2 separate regions of the Mus musculus genome follow, and region 1 is linked to region 2. Evidence: chromatin contacts called from public Hi-C data. All regions are on one chromosome and are shown on one strand. Each heading gives the region's core, a stretch centred on a gene start, on an enhancer-like site or on the middle of the called end of the contact. The rest is flanking DNA. Distances are from core to core; before and after follow the strand shown. Region 1 holds the start of Tbcel (tubulin folding cofactor E-like). Region 2 overlaps Sorl1 (sortilin-related receptor, LDLR class A repeats-containing).

Region 1 (4,633 bases), core at 1,010-3,509, 440 kb before region 2:
CTAGGGAGTCACTGCCCACTAGAAGGTTCTGTGGTGGTAAGAGATACTAGATGTGAACCGTTCCATATGGCAGCCAGTAGCGGTAAGAGATAACACTCCAAGTGATACCAGTATTACGTGACTGAGGAAACCTCGGTTTGACTTAAGTTGTGGTGTGTGTGTCTGTCCATCCGTCTGAGAATCCACCAGAGCCTTGGACAGCATGGCAAAGGATTTACAAAGGATCCACATCCTTAGCCCTTCATTTTATTTATATTTTGTTTTCTTGAGACAGTATGTCATGCCACCCAGGCTGGCTTCGAATTCACTCTGGGAAGCCTCAAACGCCGGCTCCTCCGGCTCCAGCCTCTCCGTTGCTGGTATGCAGCTGTGCAGCACCACATAACCCAGGTGTGCTGGTTAATCCTGTGCTCACTGTGTGCTGACCAAGCACTCTAACAACCTAGATACACTTCCAACTCCCCAACTCCCTGATTTCAATGAAAACAAAATTAAATAACAGCACATAGCTAGCAGCTAGCAGACTGAATGGCATGGCTGTAGAGTAACAGGAGACAGGTAAGAGATGAGGCTGGGAAATTCGGCCCATTGAAGGAAACTCCAAGAAGCATGTTGTTGGCTGCAGGTTCATCCTGAGGTGAAGAGGAGCCCCTGGGAGTCTCAGGGTCAGCCCCATCGAGTGATGCAGTCTGATTCAAGTTTTAGGAAGAGGACTCTAGCTGCCACAGGGAGATCAACAAGAGACGGATAGAAACATTCATCTCTGAGTTTGTTTTCTAAAGAGACTCTTGCATTCAATGTCTATGTGTGTGTTTCTATCCATAGCAACAGTATTTGTTAGTAGTAATGACTTACAGCTCTTATTTCCCCCTAGTATGTGAGCAAACCCTCCAGAGGGAAGCCCCCTGTCCCTGTCCTTCCTCCTCTGCTTCCAGTTCCTCTGCTCTGCATGTCCTTCCCACTGAGGCTCCTTTTAGCTGTGGTCCTGCCAATATCTCTAGTCCCTCCTAAGGTGTCAGCAAAGTGCTTTTCTGGGCAGGAGGCAATCGCGTAAGAGTACTCTAAGCCACTGCCTGACCCATAGACCTCAGAACGTGTTTCTTAACCAGGTCCTTCTCAAGTCTCTCTCCAGCCTAAGTCCTGCCTATGGGACAAGACAGAAGAATCAATTGAAGTCCCCAGGGCCTGAGGTTGGTAAGAATTTTTGTTTTCCTCTTTCTGGGAGCCAGTATACACATGTGCATGTTTGTGGCAACCCCCACATCCTCCTGGACACACACAGATTGACACTGGGCATGGAACTCTCCTCAACTCCTAGACTTTCCATTCACATATCTGTGCATGGCTGGTTCCTCCTCGGGATCAGCCTGCACCATCTCTATTCCGTGGGCACAAAAGCAAACAACCTAACAGCCAAGTGTGAGGCTTCGGAGCCGGGGCTATGCGTGGCCTGGTGTGAAGCATATTTTCTTTGGAGCCAGCCTGACCTGGTTTCAAGTCTCAGCCATGTCATTTTGGCTAAGTAGGTGGTCATGAGCAGATCATTTGACTCCCCAAACTTCAATTTTCAATTCTACAAAATATGTCCTTTAGGAGGTTTGTGGGTTATGTTTTGTGTGTTTTTCTTTTCTTTTCTTTTCTTTTCTTTTCTTTTCCTTTCCTTTCCTTTCTTTTCTTTTCTCTTCTTTCTTCCTTCCTTTTTTCCTTTCTTTCTTTCTTTCTTTCTTTTTAATCTCATGTATTTATTGGCTATGGCTGTAAAGCACACACAATAGGTGAAAATTGTAAATTGTTAGTGTTTGGGAGCTTCAGGTGCCTCGGGACTAGAGGGGGCACAGAACGAAGGTCAAACTGTCCCCTACGCCTAGATGTATATGAAGTATAGAGATCGTACAGGACATTTTATAGATGAGGCCTGTGAAGTCAAAGACAGGTAGTGATCACAAGTAGGGTTACACTGAGTCAGGCCAAGATTGCAGGTGTGTTTGGACACGTTCGTCCAGGGCTCCTTTCTCCAAGGATGCTTCTCTTGTAGGTGATCGGTCTTTGGACCTGTGGTTGGTTGCTCCCCTGCTGCACTGGTAAGAAAAGCAAGCAGATGGGGTGTAATTCTGATCCACTCTAGGTGAATGCCACCATTCCCGGTTGCCATGGCAACCGCAGCTCGCTCTGAGAGGCTCGTCTCCTCTGGCCCCTCCCAATCACGCAGCGGACGTGACACGTGCGGCGGGGTCACGTGTTGTTGTTGGGGTCCCCGGAAAGCTGCTTCCGGGTCAATGCAGGACACTGGGCTCTGGCGGCCGGAGAAGGGGTCGAGGTGAAGTGGAGCCGGTCCGGGGCCGGCCTGGAGCAGGCCGGAAGCCGAGCGGCGACGCGGTGGCCGGGCGGGCGGAGGCGCAGCCCGAGGAGCCGCCGCCTCCCGGGCCGAGGGGTGAGTGTAGCCCGGCCGCTGCTCCTCCTCCGGGGCCGGAGGCCCGAGGCATGCTCCACCTGTGGGGGTAGGAGGCCAAGCCTGGGATCCTGGGAGGACGGCGCACTGATGGAGGGCAGAAGGCTGGACAGCGGCAGCAAGCCAGATGCTCCCAGCCTCCTTGAGGCCTGGGGTATGGAAGCGGCTCCCTGGGTGGGAAACTTAGCTTTGAATCACTGAATCAGGAAAATGATGAAAACAACTGGACGTGTCAAGTCCTCGGGGTGTATCCCCATCTGTAAGATTTGGTATCTTAGTGGGAAAGAGCAGCTGTCCCTGTAACTCCTGGATCACTAAGCCTGTCCCTTCCTGGACTGCTTAAAGCTTGTAGTTTGCTAGGAATTTGGGGAGCATGTTTTTGCACCAAGCCGTATTAAGATTGGGGGCTGCCAGGAGACTCCATCCTAGCTTCTTGGTAATGGTGCGAAATGATCTGTGATAAACTGAATAGAGTACAGGCTTCTGGAACTACTAGGAAGACAGTCTGGGATTTGGAGAAGGGAAGAGGATTCGTCCTCCTTAGGGACACAGGCAGCAATTGCAGAAGTTGTAGTTGAGGAAAAGTTGATTGGAGGAGTTGAACTGTTGACAGTCAGTGGAGGAAGGAGGAGCCCCACTCCAAGGTTGCTTAGCTACAGGAGTTTGTAGGCTCCGCCTTAGGGCTGTTAAGGAAACTGGCAGGACCTCAAGGCCAGCTAAAAGCTTGGCTGGGACTTGTCCTTCTCTCTGCTTTTGTATAGCCTTTGCCTGTGTATCAAGAAACTCTTGAATAGATTTCAGTGGTTCCATCTTGAGCGAAGAGTGCTTGAGCAAACTGTTTGGGGGGAAGATGGGGGAGGCCCTGGGGCCCAAAGCAGGCTTGGTTAGGCTTGCCCCTTTTGTATTCTGTCTCTGTAGCTCTTGATAGGATCTCATAGGCTCGTCTTGAGCAGAGAACTGGATTAAGGATGTTTAGTCAGCCTGGGTCCTTTGGCTTTAACCATAGCTCTAACTTAAGGAAAAAAGCAAAAACCTCACACTGATAAGGGCATTATGATTTAGTTTGTGCACCTATACACACACACACACACACACACACACGAATGAAAGGTTTTTACAAAGTAGTGGCTTTATGATACAGATTCTCTTGGCCTTGACCTCACTGGGTAGCCCAGGCTGGCCTGCTACTCTCTGTATTCTTTCTGTCCCAGCCTCTCCAGTGCTGAGCTTAAAGATGTGAGGCACCATGTCTGGCTTCACAGAGCCGCGCCTACCCTTGTTAGGTACCGTCTGCTTATTTCTGTTATGTTCTATTTTCTGTCATTAGAAAGAAAACATGCTGACTGAATTCCAGCAAATCGATTCGTAGGTCACAATTTGTGGTTGGGAAAATGGCATCTTTAGGCAATTTTTTTTTTTTTTTGGTTAGTCAGCGTATAATATGTTGTTAGCTTCTGGAGGGCAAGTGCATCCTATGCACTTTGTAGGGGCAGCTTCATGCTTCAGTGGACTATAATGTTCAGTGGACTTCAGTGATAGTATAATGTGCTTGACCCATTTCCTGAAGTACCTACCATTGGGCTAAGTTTTGATGCACTTGGGCACAAGTTCATCTTGATTTTTCTCTGTCTTTTGCCATGCCTGGGAAATACAGCAGTCTTAGTTATACGTAACAGACATTCGATTTCACAGGTCCCATATTTTTTACACTGGCCGACCTGTGGGGCTGAAGCGATGGCTCAGCAGTTAATGAGCACCTGCTCTTCCAGAGGACCAGAGCTTAGCTCCCAGCACTCAATGTCAGGGGACTCTGCATGTACTCTGCCTGTGGCTCCAGCTCCGAGGGGACCCATAACCTTCTTCTGGCCTCTGGGTACCTGTACACCTGTGACGTATACTCCCACAGATGACACCTACATACACACCTACACATAAAAATAAAGTTTTTTTTTTTAAAGAGAGGAAACACGGATTTACCTTTCTGCTGTTTGATCCCACTTCAAGGTCTTGAGTAGTTTTTAGATGGGGGATTTGCTGTCTGCATAAGGATATAAGTAAAATTCATGTGTTGGGATATGGAAGAAACTTAATCATAAATGTAAGCTCGACCTTCAGCGAGATAACACCTAAATTTCTCACATGAAGATACTTTTCCCGTGTTTACGACATAGATGAAGGGCTGGG
Region 2 (5,074 bases), core at 121-2,620:
TTCTGTTTGTCATTCTGTTAACACATCTTCTTGTATCTGCACATTTACTCCTATGAAACCCTGTGACCTTGGCAAACCGGCTAGCTGAAGGACTACTAATGAAGAGCAGGGCTACTGCTGAGGGACGGACTAGCCTTGAGTCAGCTGCTGATTACATCTTTCTCTTCCTAGCGTCTCTGCTTGAACGGGAGCACAGGGCAGGAGGTGATCATCAATTCCGGCCTGGAGACCGTGGAGGCTTTGGCCTTCGAACCCCTCAGCCAATTACTTTACTGGGTGGATGCCGGCTTTAAAAAGATCGAGGTATGGTTATTCCTGTGCTCTTCATTAAGCAAGCAGGTGGAGCCACTGGGCTCTGAGCCAGCTTTGACACAAAAATAGGAAGCAGTGTGTCATATAACTCTGGAAATCTCCCCAGGGTTTTCAGGGCCTAAACTGGCCAAACCTCTGAAGGGGTGAAGGGGGGTCATCTCGGGATGTACGCAGTCTTGAGGAATCCATGTGAGGACCATTTAATGGAACCCGAGGTGCCATTTAAGATACATGAATGTTTGTACTTTGGCTAGCAGAAGCATCATATAGCAACAATAATGCTGATGATTTCACACCGTTGTAATCATCATAACAATAACAGTCCGTTATTATCGAAAACAACAATGTCTCTGTTATTATCCGTATTGATCTCTACCTATCTATTAGCTTCCCAGGAACCTGTTCCACCTATAGCCACGGTTACACGAGGGGGATGGATGAGGGGCCTGTAAACTGGCCAGAGTAGTGTACTGAAGAATCATCAGTGCCCCCTACCTCGCAGGCTACTGCCGAGGCCCTGCAATACTGAGCCCCGTAGTTCTTGCTACTGGCACTGCATGGGGATGTGACATGCAGGTTAATGGGAAAACACAAAGTCGGGAGACACAGGGAGCTGCGTGACATGTAGTGAGATGGAGACAGAGGCTCGGGAGGCTGCCCTGGATCCATGCATCATCCTGCTAGCTGAGACACATGCAGCAGGGGGCTTCCTGGAACTTCTTTTTCCTCAAGTGTGAGGACGAGTCTCATTTACTTAGTCATTAAACGAGTGCCATTTGGTGCAGGATACATGTCAGTCCTGGTCTTGTGTTTAATGACACAGTGAGCAAGGAAAGGACACACGCATTCTCTTTCTGATTAGCTTTTAGTTTAAAGGAGCCAGGTATGGTGGTGTATTCCTGCAATCCCAGCACTTAGCTGAGGCAGGAGGATCAAGATTTTGAGGGCAGCCTGGGCTACATAGTAAGTTAAAAGACCAGCTGGAGATACACAGAGATCTTGTCTTAAAGCAAACAGAAACCACACAAAGGAAGCAGCTCAGTGGAAAGGAGACAAAGAAACCTGTCCTTCTGCTAAGAACAGGAAGCAAGTCTCTCGATCGATCGTGTGCTTGGGGAGTGGATAACGTGGAGAGGGAAGAGAGTGGGGAAGCTTCTGGGGACTCCCGAGTTGAGCCTGATGCCGGAGGGGAATCCTCTCAGGACCCTGGCAGAAGTGGTTGGCATATAGAGTCGTTCTGTCAGCCCTCCAAATCTGTGGTTTCATATCCACGAATCGAAAATAGTAAAAAACAAAACAAAACAAAACCAAGACAGTACTGAGTGTGCAGACATCTTTTCCTGTTGTTCCATTCCTGAGCAACTCACCTACTACTTAGCACCAGCACTGTCGTGGGAATTACAGGTGATCTAGGGGTGGCTTAGAACAGGCAGGAAGCTGTGTGAGGGTTGTATGCAAGCACTGAAGCGTTCTTGGACTCCAAGGGACCACAACAGTCACCTTTGCGCAAGTTGTCATGCTCCGGGGTTGGCGTCAGAGAGCACACAGCTCTAGCTGCTCCTTCGGCCCACGTGGGAATTATCTCAGCCAGGGACACGATGAGTGCCTTCTGATTGGGAATCAAGGCGGGCTCCCCAGTGGTTCTAGAATGAGACCCGGGAGTAGAGGGCAGGTGTGGAGAGTGTGCCAGAGGCAGGGCCCCTGGAGGGCTTTGGTTTTGTGGGCTTTGTAAGGAATTTAGATCTCTCTCCTTCCCCCACCCCCTTTGTTTTGTCAGGTAGCTAATCCAGATGGTGACTTCCGACTGACAATCGTCAATTCCTCTGTGCTTGATCGACCCAGGGCTTTAGTCCTTGTACCCCAAGAAGGGTAAGTGTTCCTTACGGGGAGTCAGCGTCACGCCCACTGCTGTAAGAGATGCTCATGAAAGTGAAAATGTGAGGCCAGGTTTCTGCTTCTGGTGATCATGGGGGAGATAACCTGTTGACTGAGGCTCTTGAAGCCATAGCTTGCTTGTCGTGGTCCGATAACTCTGTGTGTTTCATTAGAAAGCATCCGACTCTCTTATGGTCTCCAGATGTCTCACATCTGTGGGGTGTTTCAATAGAAAAGGTAACATGAAAGAGAGTCTTTGTAAACCAGTCAGGCCACTGATAAATTGTAAGGATTTTTTTTTTTTTTAATCTCGAGTTCCGTGAATCTCACAAACATTTAATTCGACCAGTCACTCTCACACACAGAACTCCCAGCGTGTGCAAGTTTTCTTACTTAAAATTACTGTGCACTTGGGGTACGCACGACTGCTTTTCACTAACTCCTTCATCACAGCAAAAATTACTAAGAAGGAAATGCTGTGCTAGCTTTTCTTTCTGTGTGTATTTATGATTGAGAATTAACACTATTCTTAAAAGGACACTCTAAAAGAAATCTATGGGCTTGGTTGCAGATATTAAAAGAGAAGACCTTGAAAGGATGCTTAAGTCTGCCCTGTTCTCATTCGTCACCCTTCATCCTCCTACATCCTCGGGATGCAATCACATCACTGTTACGTAATAGTCAGCATTACTCATGCATAATAGCCACAATTAATTTTTTGCTTGCATTATTCAGAGTCTTTTTACTGGTGTTCAATCATGATCATTAAATACAGCGCCCCTTAGTGACACACACGACTTGTCAGATAGAATCAGTCTGTTTGTGATTTCCTGCCAGTCAGCGGACATGCACATTGAGTGACAGCGGCTTATCAGAGCACACACAGCGGTTTAGTTGCTTCGGTAAGAACATGGATGAAAACCGAGGTGGCAGGAAGGAGTTTATTTTGCTCGCAGGTTATACTCCCTCCCTGAGGCAGTCTGAGGTAAGAACTGAAACAGAGACCACACTTACTGGATTGCTCCCAGTGGCTTGCTCAGCCGGCTTCCTGCCCAGGGTGGTACTGCCCACAGAGGTTTGGACCCTCCTGTATCAATCATGAATCCAACAACAACAACAACAACAACAACAACAACAACAACAACAACAACAACTGGCCCACAGATTTTCTCCAGGCCAGTCTGATAAAGGCAGTTCCTTAATTGAAGTTTCTCCTTCTGAGGTGACTCTAGTTTGTGTCATTGTCAAAAACTAAGTAGCACATACAATAGATAGATTTCAAACTATTTTGGATACAATATTCTGGGGGCATTGCAGTAGGTATATTCTATTGTATAATACTACATATCACTTCCTCTGCCAATTAGCATTTAGATTAGCATGCATATATGTGGATCTCTTTGTATAGTATTGGAATAATGTGATTATAGGCAGACTTCAGTAGGTGAATTTTTGAGTCAAGTTCAACTACATTTCTGAATGAATCTCAAATATAGATGGTAGTAATAATGAGTGACTGCATGTCAAATATAGACAGGCAGTAGTGATAATGATGGCTTTGAGAGGTTACTTACCTCTGAGACGTAGAATCAAGGCTGGCCTGTGTCGTTCTGATGAGATTGTGTGGTCCCTGTATTGACCAGGGTGATGTTCTGGACTGACTGGGGGGACCTGAAGCCTGGGATTTACCGGAGCTACATGGACGGCTCTGCTGCCTACCGCCTTGTGTCAGAGGACGTGAAGTGGCCCAATGGCATCTCTGTGGACAGCCAGTGGATCTACTGGACGGATGCTTACCTGGACTGTATCGAGCGCATCACTTTCAGTGGCCAGCAGCGTTCAGTCATCCTTGACAGCCTCCCACACCCCTATGCCATCGCTGTCTTTAAGGCGAGTCCTCACGCGCAGTCTGCCAGAGACGGGGAAGCACGTGGCTAGGCGGAGAGCTGAGGCCTGTTGGGCTGTTGCAGTTGGCCAGAGGCCTTAAAAACGCCGTGCCTTCAAATCTGCACAGACTTGTTTGCATCCTTCATGGAGAGATGTAGGCTTCTACCACTGCTTACGTTTCAAAAGGTTGGAGGTTGAGGTCTCCTCCTCTGAGTGAATCTCTTTCCTTTTCAGGGCCTGTGGCCTTGTTTCAGTTTCGCATCTTCATCCCTTGCTTCTCTCCCTGCTGACTGATGCTGTGTGCCATCTATATAACCTTCCAGTCGTTCTCACCCTAGGGAGCAAATGCATCTACCTAGAATGGAGAAACATATTTCAAAACTAAGTCACCCTCCCTCTCCCCCCCATCCCCCACACACACCATGGTCCAACTAAATGAGTACTAGATAGCCTTTTCTAGGTCATTTCTTCCTGAGGGCCGTTGGTGAGGTTTCAATAAAACCACTGACATTTGCACTTAAGTGAAACTTTGACTCGGCCTGTTATTCAGTAATTATCTGTTGTCCCTGCGTAGTGGTGGGATGGAGTGCCCCTTGTCTTCATGAAGTGTCCCGAAAGCAGGACCATTGAACTAGATTAAACATTTCTCTTTAGAATGAGATCTACTGGGATGACTGGTCACAGCTCAGCATCTTCAGAGCTTCGAAGCACAGCAGATCCCAGGTGGAGATTCTAGCAAGCCAGCTCACGGGCCTCATGGACATGAAGGTTTTCTACAAGGGAAAGAATGCTGGTAAGGCCGTGTCCCCTTCTCTCTCTCTCTCCCCAGACTTGGTCTCTAGAAAGGGGCTGCAAATGGGCAATCCCCGCTCAGAGCAGGATCTGGCAGTGTGCCTCTCTGTTGTCACAACAACATGCACATTATTTAATTTCTTCCTAATGGCATCTTAATTTCTTTTCTAATGATACACAAACAGCTGGAAGACAGGGAGTCCTGCCT

The links. Hi-C and Micro-C count contacts between places; a contact is called where the count stands out from the background.
Region 1: a Hi-C map of CD4 T cells shows a contact between it and region 2, with 1.7 times the contacts expected there. The contact joins the promoter of Tbcel here to the enhancer-like site in region 2. A contact is called at or near these places in 1 of 39 promoter capture datasets (the C10 cell line), 1 of 484 Hi-C or Micro-C datasets (CD4 T cells) and 4 of 115 datasets of contacts at active chromatin or transcription factors (memory CD8 T cells, pro-B cells, regulatory T cell precursor and 1 more).

The regions. Positions count from the first base shown.
Region 1 is chr9:42,469,864-42,474,496 of GRCm38.p6, reverse strand. Tbcel (tubulin folding cofactor E-like) reads left to right here and starts at 2,259. Exons shown (of 8, transcript NM_173038.5): 1 at 2,259-2,431. It overlaps Gm16322 (a long non-coding RNA gene), which reads right to left. Exons shown (of 8, transcript XR_001779127.2): 1 at 4,427-4,633.
Region 2 is chr9:42,030,672-42,035,745 of GRCm38.p6, reverse strand. Sorl1 (sortilin-related receptor, LDLR class A repeats-containing) reads left to right here. Exons shown (of 48, transcript NM_011436.4): 18 at 172-303; 19 at 2,090-2,181; 20 at 3,831-4,077; 21 at 4,729-4,867. Gm16214 (predicted gene 16214) reads right to left here. Exons shown (of 5, transcript NR_165259.1): 3 at 3,985-4,429; 4 at 1,680-2,400. Among named protein-coding and RNA genes, the nearest start is that of Gm16214, 11 kb to the right of the region's middle. Within about 2 kb of position 1,370, at least 47 of the 459 cell types and tissues checked have an H3K27ac peak or open chromatin away from gene starts, as enhancers often do. A contact at or near this core is called in memory CD8 T cells, where this site is marked.